Linked DNA regions of Neogale vison: region 1 is linked to region 2. Evidence: chromatin contacts called from public Hi-C data. All regions are on one chromosome and are shown on one strand. The core of a region is the stretch at or near the end of the contact, and the rest is flanking DNA. Distances in the headings are between cores, read along the strand shown. Region 1 holds the start of SOCS1 (suppressor of cytokine signaling 1). Region 2 overlaps CLEC16A (protein CLEC16A).

Evidence for each region. A called contact is a pair of places that touch in the nucleus more often than the background predicts.
Region 1: a Hi-C map of fibroblasts shows a contact between it and region 2, with 12 times the contacts expected there. The contact joins the promoter of SOCS1 here to the enhancer-like site in region 2. A contact is called at or near these places in 3 of 3 Hi-C or Micro-C datasets (fibroblasts, muscle and tongue).

Annotation. Positions count from the first base shown.
Region 1 is chr14:24,446,513-24,451,802 of ASM_NN_V1, forward strand. SOCS1 (suppressor of cytokine signaling 1) reads right to left here and starts at 2,281. Exons shown (of 2, transcript XM_044232745.1): 1 at 2,271-2,281; 2 at 573-1,714. The coding sequence starts at 1,664. The coding sequence ends at 1,008.
Region 2 is chr14:24,232,178-24,237,445 of ASM_NN_V1, forward strand. It overlaps CLEC16A (protein CLEC16A), which reads left to right. Exons shown (of 23, transcript XM_044234081.1): 8 at 513-687; 9 at 2,174-2,227; 10 at 5,064-5,177. Among named protein-coding and RNA genes, the nearest start is that of CLEC16A, 33 kb to the left of the region's middle. Within about 2 kb of position 2,859, the one cell type or tissue checked has open chromatin away from gene starts, as enhancers often do. A contact at or near this core is called in fibroblasts, where this site is marked.

The DNA.
Region 1 (5,290 bases), core at 1,031-3,530, 210 kb after region 2:
GGGACAGGAAGGATGAAGTCAGGCCCGGCCCTTGATCGCCATCCCACCATCTGAAATGTGTCTCTCTCCACGCCAGTTTCAGAATGCGCCACTTCTCCTTCCAAAAACTCATCAAGCCCCCCCCACCTTCTTCCTGGAAGGTGCTGTGGTCACAGAATGAAAGAAGTTTCCTCTCTGTCATCCATTTCAAACACATTCTGGGTGGATGGCCAAAAAAGGCCCCAGTGTTGTCTCTGACACAGGCAAATGGACCCTTGCCTTGGTTTTTCTCGTCTGTAAAAAACGAGGATAGGAGCCTTGCTTCATAGGTTTGTCTAATTTAAGCCCGCAGAAGGCAGAAGAAGGTTTGGCACACTTTTAAGTGCTCAAAACACCAACTGCCATTTTACCCCACACGAAATACCCAAACCAGCTGCTCCTCTCTCCCTGAGAGCCGGGAGTGGAACCAGGCATGTTCCCCAGCCCCAGGACCAGGACCTTCTTTCAAGCCACACAGGTCCCACGGAGGACCCCTCCGCCCTGGACCCACTCACAACCAAGGGAATCCCCTGAACCAAGCACATGCTCTGGAAACTTTTTTTCTTTAAAAAAAAAAACTTTCATAACAAAGTTTATTACCTAAACTGGCTGTAAAAAATATAAAATAGGATTCTGCACAGCAGAAAAATAAAGCCAGAGACCCTCCCCCAACCCCTGGTTTGTGCAAAAATACTGGGTATATGTAAACATGAAGAGGTAGGAGGTACAAATTCAGGTCCTGGCCCCAGATACAGTTAAGCTGCTACAACAACCAGGGGGGACCCAGAGGGAGCACCAGGAGGAGGGGCACCCCCCCAAGAGATGGGGAGGGGTCTGCGGCCTTGTCTGCGGGGGGAGAGGGGGAGGCGCCTCGCCCCCACGCCCCGGCTCCCTCCAACCTGGGTGGGGAGGGCACCCATGTGGTTCCAGGGAAATAATAATAATACAAACTAATAAGGTGCTCGAGTTAATGCTGCGTGCGCGGCCGGTCAGATCTGGAAGGGGAAGGAGCTCAGATAGTCGCGCAGGACGGGGTTGAGGGGGATGCGCGCCAGGTTCTCGCGGCCCACGGTGGCCACGATGCGCTGGCGACACAGCTCCTGCAGCGGCCGCACGCGGCGCTGGCGCAGCGGGGCCCCGAGCATGCGACGCGGCGCCGCCACGTAGTGCTCCAGCAGCTCGAAGAGGCAGTCGAAGCTCTCGCGGCTGCCGTCCAGGTGGAAGCGGCCGGCCTGGAAGTGCACGCGGATGCTCGTGGGGCCCGAGGCCATCTTCACGCTGAGGGCGAAGAAGCAGTTCCGCTGGCGGCTGTCGCGCACCAGGAAGGTGCCCACGGGCTCGGCGCGCAGCCGCTCGTGCGCCCCGTGCACGCTCAGGGGCCCCCAGTAGAAGCCGCAGGCGTCGAGCAGCGCGCTGGCCCGGGTGATGCGCCGGTAGTCTGCGTGCGAGCGGAACGTGCGGAAGTGCGTGTCGCCGGGGGCCGGGGCCGGGGCCGCCGGGCAGGGCCGCGGGCGCGCGGGGGCCGCGGGCGCCGCCGAGGACGGGGACGAGGACGAGGACGAAGACGAGGAAGGCTCTGGCCGCCGTCGGGACTCTGCTGCCGTGGAGATTGCATTGTCGGCTGCCACCTGGTTGTGTGCTACCATCCTACACGCGGGGCCAGCCGGAGGGGTGGGCCATAGCGTCCGGGGGTGCGCTGGGGGGAGACACGGGCGGTGAGCCGCGAGGCGGGGCGGGCCCGGGGCCGGCGGGGGAGCCGACCCGAAAGGGCCGAGGGCGCAGGACCGAGTCGGCGCGGCCGCCGGGAGCCTTCGCGGGCTCACCCAGAAAACGGGCCTCCCGGTCCGCGGAGCCCTTCGGGAGCGGGGCGGGGAGCCCGGCCGCGGCGGAGTCCGCCGCCGGCTCGCTCGGAGTTTGGGTAAGAGGGGGGCGTGGAGAGAGGTGCGGGGAGAAACGTGCCCCGACTCCGGCCACCCAGCCCTCGGCTCGCCGCCCCACGGCCGCCGCCTGCTGGCCAGGCCGGGGACTGGCGCCTCGTCCGAACGACTGGGCAAAGACAGAGAAGCTGCGCCGCGGGAACCCCGCGCGCGGGGGGCTGCCAGGGTGGGGCCGCCGGGGGCCAGGGGCGTGGCGGCCGCGACCCCATCACGCAGCCCCTGAGGCCCGCCCGACCCCCGGCCGTCCTTTCTTGTGTCCTGGGCTGTCTGGTCCTCCCCTCTCCCTCCCGCTTCTTTGCCTAGTGCCGGGCTCACCTGGCGGCGGGGCGCGGGGCGCCGCGGGCGGGGCGGCGGGGGGCTCCGGGGCGGCTCTCGCGCATGCTCCGGGGCCGGGAGCCGTGCAGCTGCCACGGCCGCAGCTCGCTCTGCTCCGCGCCCGCCCCTGCACCAGTCTTTTAAACTGGCCGGGAGGGGTGGCCCGCCGGCGCTGGCGGTCCCGCCCCCTTTAGGCTCCACCCCTCTCAGGCTCCGCCCTTCCGCGCCACTTTCGGTTTCTTTTTCCACGGTGGCGCTGCGCTTGAGCTGCATGGGCTGGTCCTTTTGCATACACTTGGGGACTCTTTCCGGGGGCCCCTTCCTCCCCTGATCCAGCCTCACAGTCGTCCTAGGACCCTCTTCTTCAAGGGCTCTGGTCCCGCCCCTGGACCCGCTTTCTCTCCGCGATGCCCCCGCTGCACCTGGAGCCCCTCACCTGTGCCCCGACTACTGTCCTGGGTCGGAGACTTCTGCAGCCAAGCTGCAGACACCCCCTCTCCTCCGCCCTCCAGGTGCCTCAGCACCGTCTCCCGTAGCTCTTCTGGCCTCTGTTCTCCTCGAGTCAGACCCCTCCCCACCCGACTCTGGGGTCCTGCCTGCGACGCCGGACCCCTCGGGGCTGCACGCACAACCGCCTGCGCCCCGCACCCCGGCAGCCCTGAACGCTCAGGCGGCTGCCCCCGCACCCCTTCTAGCCTGTCGCTCGCTGTCCCTGGTCTTGGCTTGGGCTTCCCAGGAAGCGGTGGCCTGACCACAGGCTTCGGAGGAACCCTTCGGCGGCACGAGAAGGGCGCCTAGACTGCGGATCCGAGTTCCTCGGAAACCGGGCGGGGCCGTCAAGGTCCCCAGCGGTCTTGGCTCGCGCTCCCTGCCGGAGAGCAGCTGGGGAAACTGAGGCCCTGGGGAGGGGCTGTGATCTGCAGCGACTGGCAGTTGGGGAGCTCTGGATGACCGTGCCCTCCTCTCTTATTTTGGGGAGAGGAATGGCTGGGCCCCTCCAAACGCATTTTGGAGCCCAGTGAAAAGACAGTTCATTGATGTGATGATTCCACAAACGTACTTTGACTTTTCCTGGCCTGCTCTCCTTTCCCCCAACCCCCACCTTGTAGAGTCCCCCTTCCACTGCCAGGTTAAGTATCTGTCCCCACCTGGCATTCATACCTGTGGCTTGGGACCCGGGAGACTTGAAGGTGCTGGCAATAATTCGTACATTTGAGCGTGTGATCCCGTGACCCTGTCTGTCGTGGCAAGGCATGCCTTAAGTGCCTGGCTGGTATGTGTATTTTTGAAGGAAAGACAGAACAAATGAGGGCTGGGGCTAATAGTCTCTGAATCACCCTGGGTTACACAGAAGGCAGGCCAGGCTGGGGGCTCAGCCAGCAGCTTCTCCCCGACACACACTGCCCTCTAGGGGCTGCTCTCGGGCTGCAGCCCAGGCCTCTCGGAAGTCCTGATGGGTGCCAGGCCCTCCAGCCTAGCCTGCCTTCTTGGCGCTTTCCTTCCCTGGCCCCAGACTGCCTGTGTTTCCTCTTGAACGTCAGGGGGTGACCCAGAGCCAGCCTTGCTTAGGACCCCATCAGCTCCCTGGGTGCCTGTTGGCAGCTGGCTTCGGTCATTGATGTCGTTGTTCTGGGTTGAGAGTGTGTATGGGGGAGGGGGGGGGCGTGCGTGCTCTGGTTTGCAGGGTGGTGGGAGAGGGGATTGACAGGCGTGCGTGTGCTGGTGGTCAGGTGCTCTGGGCCCTCCAGAGCTCTTGCTGTGGTGGGTGATGAATAAAATAGAAGGTAGTGGTTAAAACCCAGATCTTGGACCCAGGCTACCTGGACTCTAGTTCAGGCATACACCTCTCTAGTCCTGTGACTCTGGACAGGTGATTCCCCCCCCCCCCCGCCTTGGTTTCTCACTCTGTGATACAGGAAAAAAAACCTCCTTCCTGGGGCAGGGATTAAAGTGAGCAATTCTGGGTCAAGGGCTTAGATCAGCCACTAGTTAAAGTAAGCCTTCGGCAGGGGTCTGCTCTGGCTGTTGTGCCTCCGAGGGTGTGAGTGAGCGTGGCAGCGTGCTGAGCCCTTACACATGTGGCTTCATATCTTGGGCCTATTCTAGAAGCCCTGTCCCCAGGAGCACAGGCCGGAGAAGGCATGGGCGGAGTTTCGTGGGGGTAAACCAGGCCCCTGGATGCTGGCAGTGGGGAAGGGTAGCACCTCCCCCGCACTGGAGCTGGGGGCAGTGGTCCAGGCCCAGAGGAGGCCAGCAGGCTGGGCTGGCTCCTGCAAGACTTGTCTTCCTGCCAGCCCGTCTCCTCCGCAGGCCTCTGGGCGGAGGGCAATCCATAATAGCTAACCGTCCGTATGCCCCCCAACCCCCATAACCCCCATTGACAGCGTCCATGGCTACACGGGAGAGTCACCACTTCTCATGGGGATGAGGCCCCCTTCTCACGCCACATTCCCACCCCCCTCATTCATTGCCTTTACTGTGTGCTAAATGCTGACTGTGTGCTAAATGCTGTACAGTACTTAGATCACTGGATTGGCACAATGATCGCTCTGTCCGTTTTACAGATAGAGAAACTGAGGCTCCGAAGGGGAGTCCCTTGCCTGGGCACACACAGCTCAGAAGGGGCAGAGCTGAGATTCCTAGCTAGGATGTCAGAAAGCTCTAAAGCATTCGCCCTCATCTCCTGTGCTGTAAACTCCCTCCCCGCCAAGTCCTGGTGATCTCAAATCCTGGTCTGTCTGCTAGAAAAAAACCATAGATGCCAAAAAAAATTAGAGATTAATTTGCATCCGGAGGCTGCCTTGAGAGGGGGAGTGGGGATAGCTCTGCTGGGTTCCCTTTTTGTTCATGAGCTTGAGGAGGCCCCGGGTCTCGGCATCCAAGCCTCTACCTCACCCTTTGTGGCTCTGAGTCCATCTCCGAGTATCTGTGACCTTGCCTGTCCGTGACTTTGCCTGTACAGTGTCCCCCTCCTCCCAGCTGACCAGCTTTCTGCTTGTGAAAGCCATGGTGAGTCAGGT
Region 2 (5,268 bases), core at 1,609-4,108:
GTTGTTTTACTGGAAGGAGACAGAGACCTCCTAGGGCCTGGGGTCAAGTGTCACATCCTTGCACTGTCCCTCCCCAACCCACCTCCCCTACCCCCCTGCCATATGCTTGGGGCCAGGGGGTTGGATGTGGTCGCTGAGGCCTGCTTTTCTCTTTGGAAGCCCTCTGGAGCATTTTAATCAGCGAGGATTTATTGCTCCAATAATACTCCTTGCCACATTGACTGGTGGTCACTCTTGTGGAATGGCTTGCTCAGGCAGCTGGGTTTTGCTTTATTTACCCATTTTGTTTTGGGCTGTGGTGGTGGTGGTGGTGGGTGACTTGTCGTGAGCTCCCCCCCCAGAGGGTGGGGGGATTCCAGGAGTCCCCTGCAGTCGATTACAGCCCACCTGCCCGTTTCCCCTTTGTGTATGCCACCAGTGGGGCCGGTGTAAGGGTCCCTCGAGCCTGTTTGCTGGGTGAATATTTGTTGCGTGAATGAAACACTCCCACTGACTTAAGTCCTTCTTGGCAGACACCGGAACCGGGGGAAGCTGAGTGACCTGGTGGCTGAGCACCTGGACCACCTGCACTATCTCAACGACATCCTGATCATCAACTGCGAGTTCCTCAATGACGTGCTCACGGACCATCTGCTGAACAGGCTCTTCCTGCCCCTCTACGTGTACTCGCTGGAGAACCAGGACACGGTGCGTCTGGGCGCCTGGTCCCCACCGTGCCTGCGGGCTGCAGGCTGACTTTAGAAGGGGAAGAATGTTCCCCTTGAAGAGGACCAAACTTTGCTAAGGGACCAAGGCTTTGAGCTTGAGATACCTTTCAAAGTGCACTAGTTCTTCTTTCCTTTTATGTCCTAGAGGTGGAGGGGGAGGTGGAGAGAGGGAAGCCTGGGAGGAAATGCGCATGTGCTTAGGGGAGCAGAGCAGTTAAAGTGAATGAGGAAAGAACTTTGACGCCAGAAGGAAGGGGGGGGGACCTCTATGAATTTAGGATTTTTGTTTCTCTGCCTCCTTCACTAGAGGTATTCTCATTCCTGGTGATTCTTTCTGATAGTCGCCAGAGTGAATTGATCTGCAGAAGATCCTGGCAGCCACAGAACTTGCACAGAATGGATGGGAGGAGAGGGGCTGCACTTCGGAAAAGATCCCAGAGCAGTGACTGTCCACAGTTAGGCCCAGAATCCCGTGTGGAGGTTGAAATGCACATCCATAGGGACCTGCTCTCTGTCTCAGGGATTTTGGCTCAGTGGATCTGTGTGGACCACTAGTCTGCAACTTGAACCTGTCCCCCAGGTGGCTCTGAGCTGGCCTTTTCAGATCCCACTGTGAGAATTTCTGCCCAGTCCTTCCCAGGGTTATGAGGCAGAGACCTCAGCAGGAGGCAGGACAGGGCCTGTTGGCTATTGTGCGGGGGCGGGGCAGGGGGTAGGGGGGGTGGGGAGTGTCCAGTCTTTGCAAATGTGTCCCAGGGGGTTATAGCTTTGTTTTTGGAGATGGAACATGGAGATTCTTTCTAAAAACCAGTCAGTAGGAGAAAATTGCAGCTCTAACTAGATCTGCCAGAGGCAGCTCTGGGAGGCAGAGGGAAAGCATGGAACTTGGAAATTTCAGACCTGGGTGTAGATGCTGCTTCTTCCCTTTCCTCCCTCTGTGGCCTCGGCCATGGGAACTAACCTGCCTGAACCAAAGCAGGGCCCTGAAGACCCTCTCGGGGTTGACACAGGATGGAGCACGTTGGGGTTGCCTGCAAACAACGGGCTTTTCCGAGGCCAGAATACCCCAAGCCCTCCTTGCCCATTTTGAAAGCTCTTCCTGAGAAGAGGCCTCTCCGCGGGGCGGCGGGCTCTGTGCCACAGCCGGGGGACATTCTCATTCCTGGTAATTTAAGGAGCTAGTTCATCTCCTGGACCTAGCCTCTAATCTGTGACTAATGCTGAAGGATTTCTCAGGTGGAAAAACAGAGGCCGAGAGAGATGGTATTAGATGGGCTTAGATTGCGAATTTATCTTGCAGAGTGGCCTTCCCACAAGTACCAGGAAAGAATAGCCTTGGGGGCACAGGGGATGTCGGGGACAGGGCGCCTCACCTTCAGACAGGTAGCTTTTAGCTTCCTGTGTTTTGTGCTGCTCGTGTGTGTGACGTGGACTTCTCTCTGTCTCTTTCCCCTAACCCTCCCCAGGGAGGAGAACGCCCGAAGATCAGCCTGCCGGTTTCTCTCTATCTCCTGTCGCAGGTATGCTTATTCCTCTGCGTGTGTCCCCAGCCACGCTGGGGGGTCTTTCGGAGGACCAGGCCACATCACCCCATCTTCCTTCTGTGTCCCCCATCTTGAAGCAAAACAACAATAAGGAGAAGGCGGGTGGGGTGTTCTATTTTCCAGACACTCAGTAGCAGGGCTGCTATCTTCTTCGTGGTAGTGGGTGGAAATTGGAAGAAAGATGGAAAGTGAATCAAACCTGGCCCTTGCCTGCTTGGTCTTTACCTGGGGACTGAGGTTTTCAAACAACCAAGGAGTGTTCTAAGTACCCCGGAAATATGGACGGCGTGGGTCTTATTCACAGCATTTTGAAGTAAGCCCCTGACCGTAAGACCTGGTGTGTGTATCCCTGCGGCAGCCTTGCTCTAAGAAACTTCCACTATGAGGCTGTTTTTAAAGACTTTTGACATGGTTGCAGTTCCCAGATTACCTTCTGGAAGGTACCTCCTAGCGGCCTCCATTCCCAGATTTGCGTCTTGAGCCAATTTGTCTGCTCCCCCTCCTTAAACAAGCGTGTTTCCTTCTCATAATTATGTAATATTTACAAGAAGGGAAAAACTCCATGGTGACCCAGTTACATAACTTGAAAAATATTTTTATTACAAGCCGTCCAGACTTTCGGGCCATCTCATTAGACTGTCAAGTAGTCGAACGTTTGACCAGAGCTCTGTTCCCACTTCTGCAGCGGCCCGGGTATTTACTGGCTTTGCCAAGAGAATGGCCTTCTGGCTTGGTCCCTGGGCCATTTGGAGATGGAGGCAGAGCCGAGAAGAGTCACAGCCCTGGCCTCTCCGTGCTGGCTAAGCCAGCCGGAGTCTATACGTGGCCTGCTGCTTGCTCCCCCTTGGAGTCTCGTCCCGGGGGCTCTGTCTGCCTGGAGCCCTGCACCAGTGCCCACTCCTTCTGAATGCCCCTCTGTGCAGCCAAGCGCAGCACAAACCCCAGCTTCCCTGGCACCCTTGTCCGCCGCCTCGTTACAGATCTGCCCGAACCTCCTGCTTGGGATTCTGGGAGTCTGGGCAGCCAGATGCGCAGCCACAGGAATCCCAAGGAGAACACTCCCAGGACCCCGTAGCTGTTGGGGCGCTGCGCGGGCAGCGTCCCATCTAAGGAGTGTGGGCTCAGGCCGCGCCCTTTCTCCGAGAAGCCCCTTGCTCCTGTATCCTTGGAGGAGGCCTATCGGCTCATGCACCGGATGGCTTGTGCAGTATCTCACGAAAAGCAGAGTGTGCGATTCAGCATCCTCAGCTGAAGTGACAGGGCCCGCCCTCCCCTGCATTTTCAGTTAGCTTTTTCATAGCGATGCCCCAAAATGTGTGAAAGCCTTCAATCAGGTAGAAATCTCATGTCTTTGGTCTCTACATCAGAGCATCCTTACAAATTATTTGATAAGCACAGCTACGAAACCAAGAAGATTCACGTTTACCATGTTAATTTAGTGTGACCGGGGATGCTGTCCTTGGAGAAGTCTCCCTCTTACTCCCGTCCCCCAGGCACCCAGTCCCATTCCGCAGATGCAGCAGTGTTTCAGTGTCTGGCAAGGCTTTCTCTCCCTCCCTCTTTCTTTCTTTCTCTCTCTCTTCCTTTCTTTCTTATCCTTTTTTCTCTTTCTAACAATGTTTATGTTTGTAATAAATTCTTTAAGTTAAAAAGTTCAAACAGGTGAAAACCGAGTTTCCTTCCTACTTTTGGTTTGTCACCCGATTTCTGTCCCCAGGGACAAGTACAGTTACAGGGTTTTCCGTGCCCTTCCAGAGACATTGCCTGTGGAGGCGGGGAGGTTCTCAACTGGGGGTGATTTTGCCCCACCGCCACCCCAGGGATGTTTGGCAACATCTGGAGACATATCTGGTTGGGAAGAGGCCAGAGAGGCTGCCAACATCCTCCAATGCACACGACAGCCCCCCTGCACCCCACCCCCCGCCCCCGCAACAAAGAATATGGCCGGATACTAGTGCGGGGGGTTTAGAAATCCTGTTCCGTGTGTATGTAAGCAGATGCAAATGTGCACACACACCCTTTTTCTGTATAAATGGTGGGTATGTCCCAAGCTGTGCTGCACCACTGGTGTGGTCTTTGTATTTTAAAACAAAGTAGCAGGTGTGTCTGATCCAGCTTTGAGTACCCCGATTCCCAAAGCCGGTCTGCTGAAGGTTAGGCAATAGGGTGGGGCACTAGGGCCATCCCAGGCAGCCCCGCCCCTGCTGATTTTGCCTGCTGGCACAGCTAGGCCCGACTCTGGCTCGTGTGGCTTTCCTTCCCCGCAGCGTCCACACCTCCTAACGCTGCCATGCCATCTTGGGGGTCAGAGCTCATTCCAGTGATGGGATCTCTGGGCAGCCGACCCTTTGCCAAGTCCTTGATTGGAACAAGACTCGCCGGCCCCTTCTTCCCGTATAACTGAAATGTTGGGCCGGTGCCTTCCAGTCTTAGCATAATCAAATTTGACACTAAAATGCCTGTGGAGAGGAAGGAGTGTGCTGTTTTGGCTTCTGCTTTCCCACGTTGCTCCGCTTCAGCCGGATTTGGCTTCCCCCAGCCGTGAGGGACAGTCTTGCTTTAATGCACTTCCTTCCGCTGGGGAGCAGCCAGCCAAATAGGCAACAGTCCGAACGAAGGAGGGGCCGACCCTGGAAGGAGAGAGGCCTGGCTGCTTTTGCCTAAATGGGACCCATTCTTTGGATTTTGCTTCATGGGGAACGCTGCTTAACACAGGGATGAAGTAGCCCAACCTAGTTGTTTCTGATCCAGGAAGGAAGAGGTAGATAGGGAGCAGGCTTTAATGCAAATCCTATGTCTCCTTTCTCACCAGGTCTTCCTAATTATACATCACGCACCCCTGGTGAACTCATTAGCTGACGTCATTCTGAATGGTGATCTGTCTGAGATGTACGCTAAGACCGAACAGGATGTTCAGAGAAGTTGTGTAAGTCATTAGCGTCGGGACTGTTCCTAGACCTTGATAAGAAGCCGCTGCCCGTTTTGCTCACGCGTGTGTTTCTCTAAAACCAGAAACC